Linked DNA regions of Macaca mulatta: region 2 is linked to region 1. Evidence: chromatin contacts called from public Hi-C data. All regions are on one chromosome and are shown on one strand. The core of a region is the stretch at or near the end of the contact, and the rest is flanking DNA. Distances in the headings are between cores, read along the strand shown. Region 1 overlaps RAD51B (RAD51 paralog B). Region 2 overlaps RAD51B (RAD51 paralog B).

Region 1 (3,649 bases), core at 237-2,736:
GCTCTAAGTTCTGATAAAGGACACAAACACACCCATGCTACAGTGGCCATCTCACCTAATGCTGTCTTTTCTATCCTGTGACTGAAAATTTATATAACTTGTAGGACATTTCTGAAAATTACATTATAGCTAGTCTATCACTGATTTTGAATTTTCTTTAAATTTTGCTATCAAAAGCAGAACAACAACTTGTCATCATAGAACTGGAAGGCATGGTTATTTTGTTTACCCCTGACTTATTGCCCATTCGGAAACTGAAATTGCTTAAAGTTACATTGCTAGTTAGTGCAGGAATGGAAATGAAAAACTATTTCCTGATGCCTGGTTTATCACAATGGAAGGCTCTGCCCACAAGAAGGAAAGTTCAGTTCAGATTCCCTGTAATTTTAAGAACTTTCGTGAATATACTAATTTTAGTAGAAACAGCTAATCAAGATGGCTTACCATTCTCAATGGGACACAATTTTAAGGAGAAACACTTGGAATAATCTAATTTTAAACTGTAATGCTATTTCTTGATTTGTCTATTTGGGGGATTTTTTTTTTACATGTTGCATGACATACTTGCACATTTGCCTTTTTAATACTTTTTTTAGCCCTGAAAGCACTTATTTAAGAATGATCACTAGCACTCCAGGACAAGTTAAATACAGAAAGCCACATACATATAAATGGCAGCCATAACTGCAAAAAGAGAATAATATAGTAAGGGAAATGGTCTTCAGGGTGCTGCAGAGTGCTTTATAGTTACCAAATGCCTTCATGTATGTTTCTAATTGATCCCCAGGACAGTGTTGTAAAAGGAGGAAGAATGGGTGTAAGTGTACAGCTGTTTTCCAGAACACCAAATCGAAGCTCAGAGATACTGCACAACTCACCAGCACAGCGAGGAAGCTACTGAACTGGGACTCACACTCAGACTTTCACTCCAAGTCCATAGCTCATTTTATTACTTCACGATGCGTTAGTTGCAGAAGTAATAATACTTTAAAAAGCAATCCACATTTTTTTCTGTTTACTTTCTCCTCTCTTCTTCACAGCAGAAACTGTAGCTTTCCATGTCCAATTCCAGTTTTTATTATTGTATTCATGGTATTTACCTTACCTGCAGGGAATAGACCTTTTAAATATCATTAAAATGGGGTTTTTGAGGTTATGTTCTTTTCTCCTTCACATCTGAAACTTCAGACCTCATGCTCTTTGGCCTTCTATTCAATTCAAATGAGAAGGGCTGTTGTAATTGTTGGCAATGCCTCCCCAGGCCGCCACTGTAAGCGAAGGATCTTCATGTTTGGAAAGAAAAAAAAAAATGCAATTTAGTGAAAATTTTACTTTTACTCTTCTAACACAGCCTGTATTTTTTTCTAAATTTATTTGTTTGTTTTTACATGTAACACTAGGTGGCAGAATAACTACACCACAAAGCACAACATCCTTTGTTTCTCACCTCTCTGGGGAGTGGGGATCTGAATAGTGAGGCATAAAACCATCTGTGGCTACATGAGATTGGACCAACCAACCTGGCCAATATTTTCTTGACAGGGAACTGGCTGCAGTGATTCTAAAACATATGCTTCCAAGATACTGTCTTTAAGATTTCCATCTTTCTTTTTTCCCCAGCTCCCCTGGATTTCAATTTCTCTGCCTCATTGCACTCTGCTAGCAGAGGGTGGACACAGCCTGCAGGCAGCTGCTTTGAAATGGCAGATTGGGATGGATGCGCCCATTGGTGCTGGCACCCTTGCCTTTGTGTGCCAGTGGGTCATGAAGGGTCTGGGGGTAAGGCATCTGAGTCCTTGCCCGAATGGCACCAGGCCCTCTGGCAGAGGGGCAGCAGTGGCTGGGCTGAGTCAGCTGGAAGATGCTGCCCTCACTAACTCAGGTTTACAGAACAGGTGTTTTTAAAGAGCAGTCTGATCCTCATTCAGCTCTGTCACACTGGCTTGGAAATACTGCCATGCAGTCGGTGGGGCATCGCCTCTCAGTTTCTCCCTAACAATTTGCTGGTGTCTGCTACCCTGGATGCCTCACATGCCACAGGACACACTAAGCTAAATAAAGCAGAGTAAGTTCTGTCTTCCATGTTGTGAAGAGTATGAACTTGGGCTATGGAAATACTACTTTGGATTTTTGCTGAAAAAGAAAAGAATAGCATTAAAACAAAACAATACTTACCAACTAGTAGTAATACTCTAAGTATACCCTACATTAAGAAACTCCAGTAAAAGCAAGTCTGAATGTATAAAATTGATCAAACAAAAAGATTTTATTTTAATTACAAAAGCATTCTTTATAACTGGAACCACAATCAGATTTCATTAAATAGTGAGCTTCTGATGTGAATTGTAAATGTTTTCATCTACAACAAAAAGTACTTAAATCTTGACTTTTCAGGAACCCACTTGTTATATAAAACAAAAACCAACTGGACTATAGTTTTACACACATACTTACATCACACCCTCACCGCTTTCCAACTGGAAATCCTAGAGTATTTTTTAGTGTTTAGCTGGAGGTCCAGGTAGTGTCCTAATTTTGCACACACAGCCCTGGTGACATGAAAGGGCATTGTTGAAATGACCAAGGTGAGTCACGGTAATCAGGGCAATCCTGTAGGTTAGGGATATGGGGGTCTTGTTTATTTATTTGCCTACTAGAGCTGCATTCTTTCATAAACTACATGACTTTTGAAAATACCTCAAACAACATATATAAATCAGACCAAGGATATTAATCGCAGGCCACCGCCATAGTGAGGCTTTGAAGCCAAGAGAAGGTGGTGAGACCTTCTTGTTTGTTAAGGAAGAAATGTCATAAAAATTCCAAAGCAGGACTCAAATTTCCAGGGGAGAGGGCCTCTTTATTGTTTCCTCTAATAGCTGCTTTGGCGCTTTAGTGAATAAATGTGTTGCACAAAGTAACCCTAGATGCATCTGAACTTTAGTCTGGCTTGGCTCTCACTTTTGTGTTTAGCATCCATTCTGAATTATTTATTTATGATATTTTTGCTGTTGTTTGTCACTCCTTCTTCCTGTCTCCCTACCAGCCCCCCTCATTTGTCCTGTCTTTATTTTCACACTTCTCTAATTAATTGATATCTTCTGCTCTTAGCACTGAAGCAAATGTGACTGCATTTTTATGTGGATCTTCACTATGCAGACTATGCTTTTAAGTTTCTGGAATAGAATGATGGTAAAAATGAGTCACAGCTTGTTTCTATATTTGTTTCTGAGTCAAGAAGCTTAGTTTTCTTACTATAATGCCTGTGATATCAAGCTATACAGTTTACTTTTAAGGGAAACAACCACAATTTCATCAATTCCTTTAAGTAGATGTTTTCAAATATTATAGAATTCTTTGGATTTGTGTTTCCAAAATGAACAACACAATGGTAGTGCTATTATTGTTTTTATCCATAAGGAGAAAAGGCATATCCAAAATAGGTAAAATCTTCCCCTAAATTCCCTGGGAAGAGGCCTATGGGTGTTGACCCGGCCTGCTCACAGCCCCAGGACAACCGGCATTAATTCACTGAGGGCCTTATACCTACATATCAATGACTGCTCAAACCAGACACCTGAGGGTCTGGGGTCTAACAGAGGAAAATGGGAGAGTAGAGCTGAGGGTTATAGAACATTACCAGGAAAGG
Region 2 (3,579 bases), core at 433-2,932, 290 kb after region 1:
AGATATGAGTTACCTCACATCTTACCTTATCTTACAAGATACCTGCTGTATCCACCACTGTATTCCCAGTTCTAGGCACAAAGTCTGGCACACAGTGGGTCACCAGCAAATATTTTACTTACGGAATAATCAGATCTGTGTTTAGACAGTTGTCTCCAGTTGATACCGTGGAGGGAGATCCAAGGTTGGGAGATCCTGGAGGAAGGACTGGGAGCAGCAGAGAGGAGCTGAGAGCCTAATCTGGGGCTATGGTGGCATAGATGGGAAGGGGAGAGATTTAGAGGACTCATCAGAGTTAACATTGTCAGGCCTTGTTGAGGGAGAGGGAGGGTCCAGAGTTTTCCATTTGGATGTCTGAGTAGCTGGTGATATCGTTGACTGAGAGAGAGGAGACAGGGTAGGAACCTTCAGGAAAAGAGGGGCTTGTCATGGAAAGCAAGGGAGCATAGATAATGAGATCAGTCTTGGACATGTGTGATTTGAGACAACCATAGAATGTTGGGAATATATGTGGGCAGTTCTGGAAGATGGCTGTAGCTGAGGTCACAGGTTTTTGTGATAAATGAAGCCAATGAAAAGTAAAGTCACTCAAGGAGAGCAGACAGAGTTGGAAGAAAAAAATAGAAGCCCCAAAACTGGAGGAATACCATTTGAGGGTGAGAAAGAGGAGCCGGAGGGAGGAGACAGAGGTGTGCTCTGAGAGGCGGGAGGAGAAGAGAGGAGGACTTCTGGCTACTATGGGTTAGCATGGGCCCTACCTAGGATAGGGCAGAGGTTAGTGGGAACAGGAGCTGTTATCTCGGGCGACCAACTCCACTCAGTTCTTACCATGTTAATGTTAATGGCAAACTCTTGGCAATTCTGGGCAAGTGAGAAGAGCAGAAACACCTCTGTGCAGTTTATCAGGACTTTCTCCTTCTAGCACACCCTGAGGGTGAGGCCAGAATTAGTCATGTGCTGAATGGTCTGCCTATTTCATGATGGCCTCAGCTTGGAAACATTTGTTTTTGTGCAGCTCCAACTCAAGCACCAGCAAATCCAGCCTCTCCTCACCTCCTATTACAAATGGCTGTCCTGGACTAGATCGGTGCTTAACCAACAGCTCACACTTTGGGATCTGGGTTCAGGTTCCGGCAGGATTAGTGCAGGTGGCTTCTGGCTCTAAATCTCTCAGGGGAGACGTCTTCTTCTTGGGGCTGGTTCACATGTGAGTGCTGATCATGACCTTATGTCGGGATTAACCCCCTTTCTCAGCATCTCCTGCTACATTCCATCTGTTTCTAAAGACGCCTCATTCTGCCTTCCTTCCGGCCACCCACTGTTATCTTCCACTTCCTGTCGGCTCATACAGGCCAGTGACTTTACTCAAGTCACTGAACATTTTGGGGAAAGGAATTGAAAACATAAAGAGAAGCCCAGTCCACAAAACAGCTCAAAATGAAGATGCTCTGGCTGAAGGAAGGAGTGTTGGGGTCCAGGAGCCCCGCTCACTCCTCAGCACCTGGGAGCATCACAGAATCCATGGTGAACCTCTGGGGCAGGAGACACAGCACTGGCCTTAGAGTCCACAAGCCCGGGTTCCCTGGCCCTGTCTCTTTCCCTCTGTCTGTTGTCTGTAGCTCCCTCCTAGCTCTGAAACTCCGAGTGCAAGCGAGCAGGTCATGAGTCACCAAGCCTCTTTTCCTGGGCGTTTTTCCTTCTGGGGAGAGAACAGCCAGGCTCGGACAAAAAGTGTTGGGACACCCTGAAGCAGAACACGCTCCCTGTCATTCCTGGCCTTAGTCTCCTCCAGAACGAAAGCACCCAGACCTGCAGGCCTTTTTTAGGAATGAAGTCACTGATCTGTGTAGGTTGACAGAGCGTCCTTGGAAAAGGCTGCTTGGGAAGGAAACTCACAAGGCATGGGTGTCCCCACTGGAAGAATCCAGAGCAAAACCCTGCTGGAAATCCCCCACCCCACATACACACAAGGAAACTCCATGGAAGGCATCCTGGCTTGGAGGCCTCAGTGGGTTCCTCCTGGAGAGTTTAAGGGGAGGGAGGCAGAGGAGGAAGGAGAGAAACCTAAAGTCAGCAGCATATTCTCATGTTCTCTCTCTGTTAATTGCCTCCTCTCTCTCTTTTTCTAAGAAGGCTGAGATACCGAGGCTTCCTCACCCACCACCCCTTCCTCTACCTCCCCTTAGTGCTGGGTGAGTTCATCCATCAGGACCCCTGCCTGGGACTGTCTTCACTCTCCAGCTGTGGCTCACTCGCCCCCAGGGCCCAGCCCAGCCCAGCCCAGCACCACCCAGCCCAGCCGGCTGCATGCTTCTACCCAGGCTCCCACTCAGGCTCGTGCGTCACCGCTATTCATCTTGTTTAGTGCTTGGCTTGGCTGCAGATGCTGTAAATATGGTAATTTTAGACTCCCTGATTGGAAAGGATTGCAGAGCGGGTTGTGGGGGAGGAGGGCAGTTTGATTTACTCTGCAGGAGCTGGATCCGAGATGGCTCTCCACCCTCTGTGCATGCCTCTTCTCCAAGCTGTACCCCATCAGGCCCCACTCTTAGTGTTGAGTCCTGACTTCTGGGGTCTTGGGAGAAATGAGAGGGACAGAGTAGATGTCTCTGGGTTCTGGGCCTGGAGAATTGCTGGTTAGCACAGAGCATCACATGCAAGGAGGCCGGAAGTGTAGTCTGTGATGCTCAGGGTGGGGGTCCTGACGCGGCTAAGACAATGCCCAAGGCTGATGACCCAGGATTATCCCCCCGACCCAGGGCACACTGGCGATGAAGTGGGGGCTGCCCAAGGCCTCTGACCCGTTCTGAGTGCTCTCCCTTTTCTGTTCTCCTTTCTTTCCTGACCTCCCTCCATGGGGTGCCATCAGTCCCCAGGGCCTTCTGCCAGGCACTCACAGGGTTGTCAGCAAATCCCTCCTCCCACCCCTTTGTTGCATAAAGACCTAATTTGCATTTTATTATAGGACCCCTGAGTGGGTAGGGGTGTATTCAGATCCCCAGGGAGTGACTGTGAGGCTGGCATTTCAGGCCCTGGGAGTCAGAGTGGGAGCTGAGGGTTTTGAGCCCCAGGAGTAGGTCAGGTTCTTCAAAAGCCACCAGATAGTCTCCCAGCTGTCTGTGTCATCTCCTCGGGACAACCCTAATTCCAAGGCTGGTGACTGAGTCAGACTTGGAACATCCCCGTTTTTGAGCCACAGTCTGTAGTCACAGAATGTTCCAGGGGGAGGGATCGGAGGGGGGAGAAAAGGAGGGCACAACTCACATTTCTTTGAGCCCCAAACTTCATTTGACCAATGGGGAGTGGCTTGCACCAAATCATCGGTCCAGCTAACCACAAGAATGTTAGCTCTTATCTGGTGCTTCATCCATGCCCTGGACACATTTTTATAGAAAGATCTAGAAGAAAGGGGGAAAAAAGTGTGATAGGTATTTCTTTCTACTAAGTCCTGCAAGAATTTACAGCGGAATCCTGCCACTCTCCCTGCTGACTGATGGTGAGCTTATGTTTGGTGACAGGAAACTTGCCATCTACAAGGCAGCCTCTTAAAACTTCGATCAGCTCTGACCGTTGTCTAAT

The links. A called contact is a pair of places that touch in the nucleus more often than the background predicts.
Region 2: a contact with region 1 is called in a Hi-C map of fetal cortex germinal zone, with 3 times the contacts expected there. The contact joins two enhancer-like sites. A contact is called at or near these places in 2 of 14 Hi-C or Micro-C datasets (CD4 T cells and fetal cortex germinal zone).

What each region holds. Positions count from the first base shown.
Region 1 is chr7:141,413,970-141,417,618 of T2T-MMU8v2.0, forward strand. The region is part of intron 8 of RAD51B (RAD51 paralog B); the gene reads left to right. Among named protein-coding and RNA genes, the nearest start is that of RAD51B, 420 kb to the left of the region's middle. Within about 2 kb of position 1,487, at least 10 of the 40 cell types and tissues checked have an H3K27ac peak or open chromatin away from gene starts, as enhancers often do. A contact at or near this core is called in fetal cortex germinal zone, where this site is marked.
Region 2 is chr7:141,706,654-141,710,232 of T2T-MMU8v2.0, forward strand. All of the region lies in intron 11 of RAD51B (RAD51 paralog B), which reads left to right. Among named protein-coding and RNA genes, the nearest start is that of ZFP36L1, 250 kb to the right of the region's middle. Within about 2 kb of position 1,683, at least 19 of the 40 cell types and tissues checked have an H3K27ac peak or open chromatin away from gene starts, as enhancers often do. A contact at or near this core is called in fetal cortex germinal zone, where this site is marked.